Linked DNA regions of Mus musculus: region 1 is linked to region 2. The links are chromatin contacts, called in public promoter capture Hi-C maps. All regions are on one chromosome and are shown on one strand. The core of a region is the stretch at or near the end of the contact, and the rest is flanking DNA. Distances in the headings are between cores, read along the strand shown.

Region 1 (6,399 bases), core at 2,113-4,612, 360 kb before region 2:
AGGATTTGAACTCAGGTCTTCACCCTTGCATAGCAAACATTCATCCACTGGGCCATCTCCCCAGTCCCTATCTTGTTTGTTTGTTTGTTTGTTTTTTCTACCCTGTTTTCTGAGACAAGGTCACTGGTCTGTAACTCACTAAGTACGTCAGGAAAGCTTGCCTGGGTCCTCCAGGGATCTGCCTTCTACCTGCTCAGTGCTGGGACTACCACGCCGGAACAGTGGTTCTCTGTGTAGCCCTGGCTATCCTGGAACACACTCTGTAGACCCGGTTGACCTTGAACTCACAGATGATCCAGCTTTTAAACTGTGGGTCTCAGGGGCGGGAGGTGAGACTGGGAACCTCGTGCTTTCTTCAGCACAGACTCTCTCCTCAGCTAACGTGGTCATTTCTGAGAGTAACTAACTCTGTCGGATTCAACAGGAACTGAGGAGATAAACGTGTTCTTCCCTGAGAGGCCATGGTGTAGCTGGTCAAAAAAGGTTAATCCTGATAAAAAGTGACGCAGGTGTAGGAAGCTGCCAGGATGAACTCATACAACCAGCCCAGGGCTGTAGTCCCAGCTTTGCCATTGGGCAAATTCCTTACCATCTTCAGAAGGTACAAATATACTTACAGGGAGTGATTGTATGCCCAGGGTTTACAGTGAGGTGACCTCCGCACAAAGCCTGCTGAGTGTACTAAGCCTCTGTATAGGTGCCGATTGCTATTACTGTCACACTCTTATTATCCTGGTTCAGAGAGTGGCTATGTCCTCTGCAAACAGGCAGGGCCACACCCTTAAAAGTGAGTAACAGGCAGGCTGTACCCCAGCTGGAGTACTGCCCTCTCAGATCCTAGCATTGACTAAAAATTACCTTTTTTTTTTTTTTTGGTTAGGCATGTTGTGGTAACACCTGTAACCCCAGCACTCAAGAGGTTGAAGCTGGAGGACTGCAAGTTCAAATCCAGCCTGGGTTACATCATGAGGTCATATCTCAATAAACACGAGGGCTGAGGCTGTCAAGCAGTGGTGGGGTTGCCAGTAGCTCAGCCTGTGCAAAGGCCGTGTTTGGAGTCAAACAAACAAACAAACAAACAAGCAACTAAAATCTAGAGCAATTGGCAATGGTGGTGGAAACGGAGGCATGGGGTAGTGAGGAGTTTGTGGAGGTGGTAGCTGGCTGCTGAGGGACCATGTTGCAGGACTGATTGGGGGTGAGGATAAGCTTTCAGTTAAAGACCCCTGAGCATGTTCGTAGAGGCCAGCGGGATTCCCTGTGGCTTGCTGAAGGGCTTCTGAGAAGTGTAGCCACCTCACTTCCTGAGATTATCTGGTCATCTGTGACGAATATAGGAGGCTGCTGCCATTTTGAAGCTCTGTGGAGAAGAAAGACTCAAGGTCTCAGGCAGCTCCCCCCACCCACCCCCACCCCACCCCCATCTAGAGAGCTCAGGTTCTGTATCTATGAAACTGTGGAGGAGGGGAGAAGCTCCATTGGAAAGCTGCTTGCCGGACGAGCATGAGGACCTCAGTTTGGATGCACAGCATGCACATTTAAAAGCTAAAAGCCTGGAATAGCAGTGTGTGTGTGTGTGTGTGTGTGTGTGTGTGTGTCTATAATCCCAGCACTGAGGAGACAGAGACAGGCTGGAGCTCACTGGCTTGCCAGTATAGCTGCATTGGTAATCTCTGGGCTCAGTGAGAGACCCTGTCTCAAAATACGGTGGAAAGTTATAGAGGAAGCCACTTGATATCAACCTCTGGACTCTGCATATGTGCATGCCCAAATACCTACTGTACATGCACACACACACACACACACACTCACACACAAACACACTCACATACACTCAAACACACTCTCACACACACTCACACACACTCTCACACTCACACACACAAACACACTCTCACAAACTCTCACACACACTCACACACACTCTCACACTCACACACACTCTCTCACATTCACACACACTCTCACACACTCTCACACTCACTCTCTCTCTCTCTCTCTCTCTCTCTCTCTCTCTCTCACACACACACACACACACACACACACACACACTACATACATTCACACCCTGAAATAAACAAACCAAATAAATAAAATCTTTGGGGCAGAGTGGGCAAATACTTGATGTCTGAAATCTTTGATTTTTTATGATCTCTGTAAACCAACCCCACCCAGTCTGACCTTACTACACAGGTTCCAAAAGATGTTGGTGGCACTGCTCCAGGCTTTTTATTTGGTCGGAATTCACGTGGTGTTGGCTGGAGCTGACCCCCACAGTCCCGCCCACTTTAAGTCCTGCCTGAAAATTAACAAGGCAACTGTTGTCTCTGGTTCTGAATTTCAGAACTAATATTTTTTAAAACCTCCTTAAACGTAAATTGACTCCAGACGAACCCACAGGCAGCCATATAGGGTCAGGGGGGCGGGCACCTTAGCCTTGGCTGGGTGGATGGGGGTAGAGTGCTGGCTCAGCCAGTCACCATCCACTTGATAGCAGTCAGAACCCTTCGCTTTGTAGCCTTGGCTTCATCATGTGTGCAGCAGGATAGCTGGCTACTTACAAGGCAGAAGGCCAGAGGAAGTGCCACCCCAGTGGACATGAGCTTGTCAGAGTCCTACAGTCACCCTGTTTTTGTTTGGTGTTGACCTTGGCCATCGAAAATCTTCATTTCCCAGCTTGGGACACCAAGGCTCAGAATGCGGCGACACAGTTTCCAAAGCCTCATAGCCATGGCCAAGCTAGGAAATCCACTTCCTGCCTCCTAGCAACCATCCAGGACACCGCACAGGCACATGAGGATTAGACCTGCTGCTCATGTCTCTTAGGCCCCGTGAAGCCAGGCTCACTTTTGCAATTGGGAACCCTCAAACCCTTCTTTGACATATCAGTGATGTCAAAGTTCCTGACACATAGGAAGGAGAGCCCTGCCCCCCCCCCCCCATCAGAGCTGACCATGGCCCCAGAAAGGCAAGGCAGGGCAGTGTGACTGCTGACCACAGTCACCAGCAGACCCTGATTCCAGTAGCTTTTCCAGAAGCAGCAACCTAGGCCTGTAATTTGCAGGCTGGACCGGGACCAAAAGCAATTCTACCACTGGATCAGCCACCCCATTGGTCCTGACCTATTAATTCTTGGCTCCCTGCACGGCGGATTTGCCTTTAGGCAGCAGTGCCCAGGAGCCTCTCTGCCTGCAGAGGGGCCCCAAAGTCTCACTCCTGTCTCATCATGCTCTCTAGAGCATCTCTGCCCAGAGGATCTCAGGCCCCTCACTGTCTCCCCTCTGCCCCTAGCCTTGCTCTGGCCTCCACCATCAATTACTAACCCCCCTGGCTCCCTCCTGCCAGCTGAATCATGCATTTCTTCTCCCCTAAAGGGCCTGGGCTGGGCTTGCTGCCATCCACTCTGACAATCTATACAGATAACTGCAGGGCACTTTCCCACAAAAAATGGGAAAATGGCCCAGAAATTGGAGAACTTGCCTCCTTCCCCTGTCTCTCTACTATTTTCCAAAAAGCCCGAGCGAAGCCAAACATAAGAGACTCTGAGAATGAGGCAGAGCATCCTCCCTAGCGTCAGGGACTGCTTTGCTCTCACATAGGCTGGGAAGCTGGGTATCTCTTCTTAGATGCTAAGACTTAGGAACCATGGCGAAGCTGCTTCTAAAGGCCTCAGCTCTGTCATCATTGTCTAGATGGCTAAGGCTATGTGCTATACAGGTGCCTCCCTCTCAGGTTCTCTGTATGCCTCCTTGCTCCCCTGAAAGCCAGACTTCCCTTTCAGAAATGCAGATCTGTCACAATCACAACTCCTGTGTGTGATTATTGTCCCCCTACTGTCCTCAGACAGACCGTCCTATGCTTCTCAGGTGCCTGGTAGGGTTATGTCACCATCTTCTCCTGGACCTCATGCTGGCCCTGGCTGCTCCCATTGCATCCGTCCCACCACAGGGGCCCTGCACACAGGCTATCTATCCCCTCTGTCTGAAATGTTCCTCCCGCCTGTCACCTGGGTGACAACTATCTGTTCATCTCTAGTCTTCAGCCTCTGTACCCCAAACTCTGCCCAGTCACAGTCCCTTGCAGAGTCACAGTGCAATTGAATGCTTGCCTGAGGAGATGGCTGAAGTCAGTTTCCTCCATGAGAGAAGTGAGCTTAACGATTCTGGTGCTGCTGTGTCCCCTGCACCTCACACCCTGTATGGCTTCGGCCAGGTCACAAGGCAACATCTGTAGACCCAGGGAAGCAAGTGCTGTCTTTCCTCTGCCAAACTCCCATGGCCTCGGGTCTCCTGTTGGAAGTTCCCAGAGTTCCCAGGGGAATACCGGGCAGAGTAGAGGTGCAGAGGGTTTGTTCCCAGTAGAAGTGTACAGAAGACATGTGTGTATCTTCAAGCACATGGGCCATGCTGACTGTATCTACATGTAGCATTGTCCATGGCCACAACTCTCGCCCATACTCATAAACCATGCCCCAGCCCTGGCTGCCAGTCACCAGCCTCAGACTGTTCATTGCACTGGCATAATGAAAACCACCTCTGAGAAAGAAAGCTTTTAAAACCCAGGTCTGAGGTCACAGGCCTAAGGAGGAATCCTGGGCTGTTCGTCACTAATTGAGTTTAATTTAGAGTCTCAGTTTTTCTTTCTTTTTAAAAAGAAGGCTGTCAGTTTCCACTGTGGAGGACTGTGAGTAAAGTCTATGTAATGCACTTAGCACTGCGTGTATACAAGTTCAACTGACAATGGCCATTAGCATGATTAAAGCTCAGGTTTGGCTCTCCTGTGAGCAGTGCTCTGGGTTATGTCTCAGACCCAGCTTCGCCAAGAAACCAAGACTTTTTCGTGTCTCTGAAAAGCAAGCTCGCTCCTCAAAGCCAACTAGGAAAGCAATACAACCTAAGGAAGGTTTGTTTTTAAGTGTGTGTGTGTATGTATTTGTGCAGGTTCCTCATTACATGTGTATGCATGCGTGTGTGTGTGTGTGTGTTTGTGTCTGTGTGTAAGCCAGGAGGCAATCTCTCATGTCACTCTTCAGGAGCGTCTATCTTGTTTTTGAGATGGGGTCTCAGACGGGCCTGGAGCATGCTGACTGAGCTAAACTGTCTGGTCTCTGCCTCCCCAGGGCTGAGATTACATACAACCCAAAGCAGCTTTTTAAAATATTGGTGCTGTGGCTCGAATTCTAGTCCCCAACCTTGCATGGATGTGATTTATTAACTGTGCCACCCCCCTCCACACCCATGAGCTCAGCTTAATAAAGATTGTGGGGGGTCAGGTGGAAGGTTGCATAGACCACTTCACCGAGTAACAAGAAGAGCTGTGGACACCTTTCTGACCGTGTCCCCTCTGCACTCTGCCTCTGTGGTATAGTTACCTCACCCTTCCTCAGACGGTCGTAACTACCTCCCCAGGAGTTCGGGTCTGGCCTAAATGTGTATACTGTTAGAGGAGAAGCTGGTATTTCCCTCTGCTTGTCCTCAGAAGTGATGTAGTAGTTGTGACCGTGCGTGTATGAAATGTGCCTGCATGTGTAGATGTATGTTCACATGTATGTGGTGCATGTGTGTGTCCAGGAGCAGGTGCTCATGTGTGAGCATGCGTGTGGAGGTCAGAGATTGACTGAGGGTCTTCCTTCACCACTTTCCTCTTTGTCTATTGAGGCCATGTCTCTAGCCAAGCCCAGTGCTTACTGACTCTGCTAGCCTACCCAGCCGGCTTCTCAGGGCCATTTCTACCTCCTGAGTGCTGGGATACAGGCAGGCTTTGATGTGGGTTCTGGGATCCAAACTCTGGTGGGCGTGCCTGCATATAAGTACCTTATTTATGGAGTCAACTCCCTGTTCCAGGAGTCCCTGTCCTTTTTATTATTATAATTATTAAAATGTTATTATTTATTTTGTGTGGCTGGTGTTTTGAGTGTGTGTATGTCTGCGCATGGTGCTTGCAGAGGTCTGGGAGGGGATTGGATCCTCTGGACCTGGAGTTACAGACAGTTGTGAGCTGCCATGTGGGTGCTGAGGATTGAACCGGGATCCTAAGGAAGATTAGCCATTGCTCTTAACCACTGAGCCATCTTTCCAGCCCCAGGCAGCCACATCTTAGTGGGAGTTTTCTTTCTGGGGCTCTCGCCTGCTCTTCGAACCGGCTACTGGCCATAGCTTTTCTTTCTAGATGTACAGCGTGCTGCTGCTGAGAAGAAAAGATGGAATTAAAACTTTCTCCAATTTCTAAGGGACTCTGAAGCCCCTTCTGCAGGGAGAGTCGAAGGTGTCCTCACAAGCTGGGCTGAACTCTGCCCTTGTTACACAGCAGCTCTGGGGAAAGCTCCTGACTCCCCTCCTCAGAAGAGGGTTTAAGGAATCCCTCACCTCCTTCCTTTATAAAATCACCCTCACTGGGCCT
Region 2 (6,208 bases), core at 2,258-4,757:
CCCGGAGAACACGGGGTGGTCACTGGGCAGTGTGTGATGAAGGACTTCCTGAGTGTGCATCTTCGTCTAGAGAGACACGTGTGTGTCTGGCTAACCAGATTTACCCCAATCTACTGGACTGAGAGAAGGAATAAGTGCAATACATACAAACTTTGGATGAGCTATGTCCATCTAAAGATGGTGTCTACGGAAAATCTTAGGCTGAGACAGCAGAAGAGAGTAGATAGAACCTTTCCTGGCTCACTGAAAACCAAAATAGAATGTTTTAGCACACTCCACGCCTATGTGTATCTTCTATTTTCATATGTGTGTGCCCGTAAGTGTGTGTGCATGTGTGCATTTGAATACATGTGTGCTCCTGCACATGGAGACCACGTGTCAGTCTCCACCTTACTTACTGAGACAGGGTTGCTCACCGAGCTGTCTGGTTTGTCTAGACTGGCTGGCTAGCAAGCTCCAGGGATCCTCCTGTCCCCACTTCCCCACTTCTGGGGTTATAGTTACTGACACCAGGTGGTGACACCTGGCTTTCTACATGTATACAGAGGATCAGCACAAAGGTCCCCAGGCTCACATAGTAAGGACTTTCCCAGCTCAGTCACTTCCCCAGCCCCTGGTTGCACAGTATTCTACTCGACAAACGTAGTTTGCCTGGTTCGATTTGTTCAGGCTGTTGTACCAAATAACACCACAGGCCAGGTGATTGAAACAACAATTTATTTCAACTACTGGGAGGTGGGAGAGTTGATTTGGTGTCTGGTGGAAGCCACCTTCTTCACAGATGACTGTCATCCAGTGTCCTCCCACAGAACCTCTGGGGTCTCTGTTTTAGGGTACCAATCTCACTCGTGAAGGTATTCATCTCTCAAAAGCTCCATCGCCTTCTCATCTTGGCGAGAGCTGGGATTTCAACAGGTGATGGGGGTAGGGAGTAGGAACCTTAGGTCCATATTTTCTTTGGATTTGACTGTCTCTGTATTACAAGCTACGGTTATCTTAGGACCTACGTTCTCTCCCTGAATCTGTGTTATAGAATTTATATCACAGTGTGTGTATTATGTTACTGCTTTTGTTACATATTCCAAGTTGCTTTCCAAACAGTCCCAACTGTTTGGTTCCAGCATGCTGCTATATTTGGGGTGAGCACTGCTGGGGAGCCTCGAAGACTCACGAACCAAGCCTGAAACAGCACCGTGCAAGCTGTCACGACTTCGTTACCTCTTACTCATCCCTTGACTCAGCCTGGCCTGGCTTCTTCCCAAACCACTTCACCGAAACTGTTCCTGTCAAGGGCCTGTAGCTGATGCTAGGCCTAAGCCTGTCTTTGTGTCTGCCTCCCCCCTCTTCCTTCTGCCCCCCTCCCCCATCTGTCTTTTCAGAAGTTCAACAGTCTGAGACTCCTCCACAGTGTGCCTCTCGGGTTCCTTACCACCACCATTCTCTGGAATCCTTCCCTCTCCACTGTGTCCTCTCTAGCCTGCCTGTCTCCTGGCGATCCATCCTAGGACCAGGGTCTGCTCCATCTGCCCATCTTTCTTGATCTATCTCAGACAGCTCTGCTACCAAATGTTCACGCCTATAACTCAACCTCTGCTTCAGCTTTCTTCCTGGCCTACATCCAACTCCTCACGGGATAGACCACTCCGGTCAGAGGTCCCAAGCCCATCCTTACCTTAACAGCATGGAGCACAAAATTCTTTATCCTTCTCCACCTCCGTACGTACCTACATTGCACATTTCAGTAAATGTTCATCAAAAAACCCTAATGATCTAGCCAGAAATCTGGGCATCGTCTCCTATTTTCTCCTCCTCCACATTTAAACAATTCCCTAATCTTTATTATTTTTGAGACAGTGTCTCATGTAGCCTAGGTTGGCTTTCAAGTATATTTTTTAAGATTTATTTATTTATTTATTTATTTTTATGTATGTGAGTATACTGTCGCTCTCTTCAGACACACCAGAAGAGGGAATGGGATAACATTACAGATGGTTATGAGCCACCTTGATGTGGTTGCTGGGAATTGAACTCAGGATCTCTGGAAGAGCTGCCAGTGCTCTTACCTACTGAGCCACCTCTCTGGCACCACACACAATTTTTGTTTCTTTGTTTGTTTTTAAAAAATGGAACTACCATACAATCAACTATTCCATCCCTGGGTGTGTACCTGAAGTCAGCATGCCACAGACAGACTTACACACACATATTGATTGCTTTGTAATCACAATAGCTAAGACATGGAGCTGGCCTAGACTTCAACCCTTGATCCTGTCTCCACCTCTCTAAGCACAGTCTTACTGATTTTAACTCTACATGTCTCAGACATGATCACATGCTCCGAATTGTCTGCTCCCAGGAGTCCAGGCCCTCAGCAGTACCCCCGAGTCTCCTCACTAGACCTTGCCTCTACTCTGCCTTCTTTGACATCTTCTGGTCTCTACAATGAGTCTAAGCTTTTTACCGCTGTCATCTAATCTCAGCCTTCCTTAGCTCAGAACATTGAAGCATCCCCCCATTGTCTCAGACTGGAATCTAAGTTCCTTGTTTCTAAGACAGACATTTCATTACATGTGAGTTTTAATGATTAATCATACAGAAAAAAAAGTATAGTTCTACAGATTTTAACCCACATATAGAATTGAGTAGCCACATGACTATAACTCCAAAAAAAATCAACAACAACAAAAAAAGAAAACAAAAACAGAAACAACACCCCCCCCAAAACAACAACAACAACAACACATTCTCTCACTGAGACTGGGGAGTAGCTCAGGCTGTGGAGCGCTGGTCTAAATCAGGCACAGCCCTGGGTTCAATACTTAGTACAGCAGAAATGATACATGCTGGTCCATACCTGTGCCTGTAAACTCAGGGTTTGGAAGGTGGAGGCAGAAATTTCATTAGTTCAGATTATCCGTGGGTGCAGTGTAGTTCCAGGTCAGTCTGGGACAGAGAAGACCCTAACTAATTCTATTACACTATCCGTTTACAGTCATGCATTTCTCCATCATTTCTACCTCTTTATCATCAAAGAAATGGCATGTAATCTTAACAAATCAAAACGACAACCAAAGTTCTTCACAGAGCCTGCAATGTCCCTACCTACACACACACACTGCAGTCAATCATGCAATCTGAACTACCAATAGCTATTGGGGGCGCTCTCAGCCTTCTTGCAATTGATCCTTCAGTCTCATCTCTTTTAGGGGCAAACTGGGGTCTCCTTCAGTAGTTCCGATCACAATCATCTCTGTGTAATCTCTAGGTTATCTCTTCGATCAGACATCCACTTCTGTGCAACGGCTGAAGGCTTGAGGCCAGGCTTTTCAACCGGGGAGTGCCATAGAGTGCCACTTATCGAGCTTCTCTAGCCCCTACCCTAGGACCTGTAGCGGCCCATCGCCATCGAGCCACTTCCTAGTCTGAGCAGTCCTAACACGCATGCGTAACACGCACGCGGCCGCCCTGCCCCCATCCATTCACTGGGGCAACCGTTGCGGGGCGCCAAGGCCCTGACGTGGGACGGTAGGCCTCTGACATCCCCTCCTTTCGGCCCTGAGGTACCCAGGCCTGGTGGCCCCAGGACGTTCCCGTCGGATGGCGGAGTGCTCTGAACGACGCCCATGAAGCTGGTGGTCCTAGTTGCGCTGTGGCTATGGCCTTCGTCACTGCTGGCGTATCCAAGTGAGTGATGTGCCTGGTGGTGACCTAGGTGTACACCTTCCCACCTCACTGTCACACACTGGGTGCCAAGTGTGTCACTTCAGTCCTCATCCTGCCCCTCCCGTTGCCCCCAGGATGCTCAACTCCTAAGCTGGGCTCGCCGTGCCTCCTCCTTTCAGCCGGGACCCCCCTTAGGTGGCACTTAGGTGTTCACTCCTCAGGCACAAAACATAATTGCAGCCTGGGCTTAAACACTTCATGTTTTGTTGGAATGCAACCACAGTCGTTACTGTATACTTTGGCCGTGGCTGTTTTCCTGCTTTAGAACAGCAACTAAGGGCTTGCTGCACAATTCTGCCTTGCAAGGCCTGAGATGATTACTATCTGGTCCTTGGCAGTAAAGGACTAGCGGGTCCTTGCAGTTAAATTTGAAGGGAATGTGTAGAAGGTCGGGGCGTGTCTCCTAGGCTTCTGAAAGGAAAGAAGTCAATCAAAAGACACCAACAGTTTAGACAGAAGTTTATTAGACAAAGCAAAGCACTCCAGAGAGAGACGGGAGTGGGCTGTCTCTAAAAGGGGATAGCAGCACAGTAGGTTCTGTATTGTGGCTTAAAAAATATATATTTTAATGAATAATTATGAGGTAGATGGCATATTCTTAGGGTAAGGTTTCCAGGTTGATGTTCTTGGTGAACTCTTATTTTCAATCTCTGTGTTTCTGTCTCTGTCTATCTGTGTGTCTGTTTCTCTCTCCCCTCTCCCCTCTCTCTCTGTCTCTGCCTCTCTCTCTCTCTCTCTCACACACACACACACCTTTTCTGCCCTTTTCCTTTTTGTCCTGCCCCTTCCCCAAGTCCATTTTATCTTTTGAGACCGGGTCTCATGAAGCCCTGGCTGACCTTGAACTCACTACTTAGCCAACAATTACCTTGACCTTCTGATCCTCAGGATTCTACTTTCCCCATGTCTGGTTGTTACAGGCGTGTGCCAGCACGCCCAATTAACACAGTCCTTGGTACCCAAAGCAAGCCTTCGTGCACTAACCAGGCAAACGTTCTACCAACGGACCTTTGTGCCCAGCCTCCAAGTCTCTTTAAACCATGACAACTGGCTTCCAAGAACTGCTTTGCAAGCTCTCAGGAAGACTACAGTGTGTTAGAATTGTTGATGTCCTATGAGCAAGACAAGTGGCTTGGAGCAAGCTCATCTTCTCTGTGTGGGAGGACTTGAGCCTAATGACATTAAAAAAAAAATCACAAAGCACACAAAGACATTAAATTAGATTTTATTTTCTATTCAGAATGCCTGACTAATATAAGTACTTTTTTATCTATCAGCAAAAGCTCCACTTCTTTTTAATTAATAGTAAAAAGTTAGTGCTGGATAAGTAACCCAGAGGTCCCTTTTCCAGTCACTCTGCAGAATTCTAGTTATGAAAACAACAGCCTGGTTAGCTTGAGCTGGAAATATGTCAGCTCAGTTATTTTATTTTGCTTGAATTTGAGGCACAACTTCATACAGCACTGAGGAACTCTGTTCTCTGAGTCTACTGTACGACAGGTCTGGAAAATACATGGAACTTGTCTGAAGTTATGGACTTGAGGCAGGGCTGGCTCATTACTGAGTGATGGATGCTCAGGTTTATTTCCACATACACGAGTTCTTTATGGAATAAGGCCACCCTGTATTTCTTGTGCTTGAGGTTGTAAGAATCTTTTAATAATTAACATATAAAATTTGTGGTTAAATTTTGGTGTGTTGTCAACAGTGTCTGTGTCAAGGTTGGCAGGACAAAGTAAAGATGTATGAGTTCAGAATGTGTGTGTGTGTGTGTGTGTGTGTGTGTGTGTGTGTGTGTGTGTGTGTGTGTGTAGGTGCTGTGGTGTGTATGTGTGTGGAAGTCAGTAGATAACCTAAGCTTCTTTCACCTTCCACGCCTTTGATACAGGGACTTTTGTTCACCACTGTGGACACCAGAGAGTCTCTTTCCTCCCTCCCCCTTGTGGTAGGAACTCTGTGAGTAGAGCTACCCACTGTGGAGAATGGCTTTATTTGGGGCCTGGGGATTAGAACTCAGATCCTTGTATGTGTGTGGGAGCTTCTACTTGCCAACTCACCTCCCCAAGTCCATGAATCCTCAAAGTACAAAGGTCAGATATATTCAACATTTTCATCTTGATGTGAGTTTTAAAATTCAACTTTTTCTTTTACTTAGCTATCATGCTTCCCAGTGTTGTATACGATATTTTACTATAACAGGCATTTATATCAAACCACGTGTTGAAATTAGCAACATGGTTTGGCTTTAAAGCTATAATGTTTAAAACATACTTGAGCACATAGACAGACACAATGCATTTCATCTTGAAGGATACACTATTTTTAATTCCATTTTGGCTTACTTTTTTTTTATAGTTTCTTTGTATAGCGTGTGTGTGTGTGTTGTGTTATGTTATGAACGTATTGCCACAGCCCATGTGTGGAGGCTAAGGACAATCTTATGGAGCCAGCTCTCTCCTTCTGCCCCTTCATGGATGGTTCTCGG

Evidence for each region. Promoter capture Hi-C pulls out the DNA fragments that hold promoters and counts their contacts.
Region 1: a contact with region 2 is called in a promoter capture Hi-C map of liver, with 3 times the contacts expected there. The contact joins the enhancer-like site here to the promoter of Spesp1 in region 2. A contact is called at or near these places in 6 of 39 promoter capture datasets (the 3T3-L1 cell line, embryonic stem cells, hippocampal neurons and 1 more) and 1 of 484 Hi-C or Micro-C datasets (uterus).

The regions. Positions count from the first base shown.
Region 1 is chr9:62,642,939-62,649,337 of GRCm38.p6, reverse strand. No RefSeq gene overlaps it. Among named protein-coding and RNA genes, the nearest start is that of Gm39353, 3.6 kb to the left of the region's middle. Within about 2 kb of position 3,362, at least 45 of the 459 cell types and tissues checked have an H3K27ac peak or open chromatin away from gene starts, as enhancers often do.
Region 2 is chr9:62,279,478-62,285,685 of GRCm38.p6, reverse strand. Spesp1 (sperm equatorial segment protein 1) reads left to right here and starts at 3,507. Exons shown (of 2, transcript NM_025721.2): 1 at 3,507-3,684. The coding sequence starts at 3,624.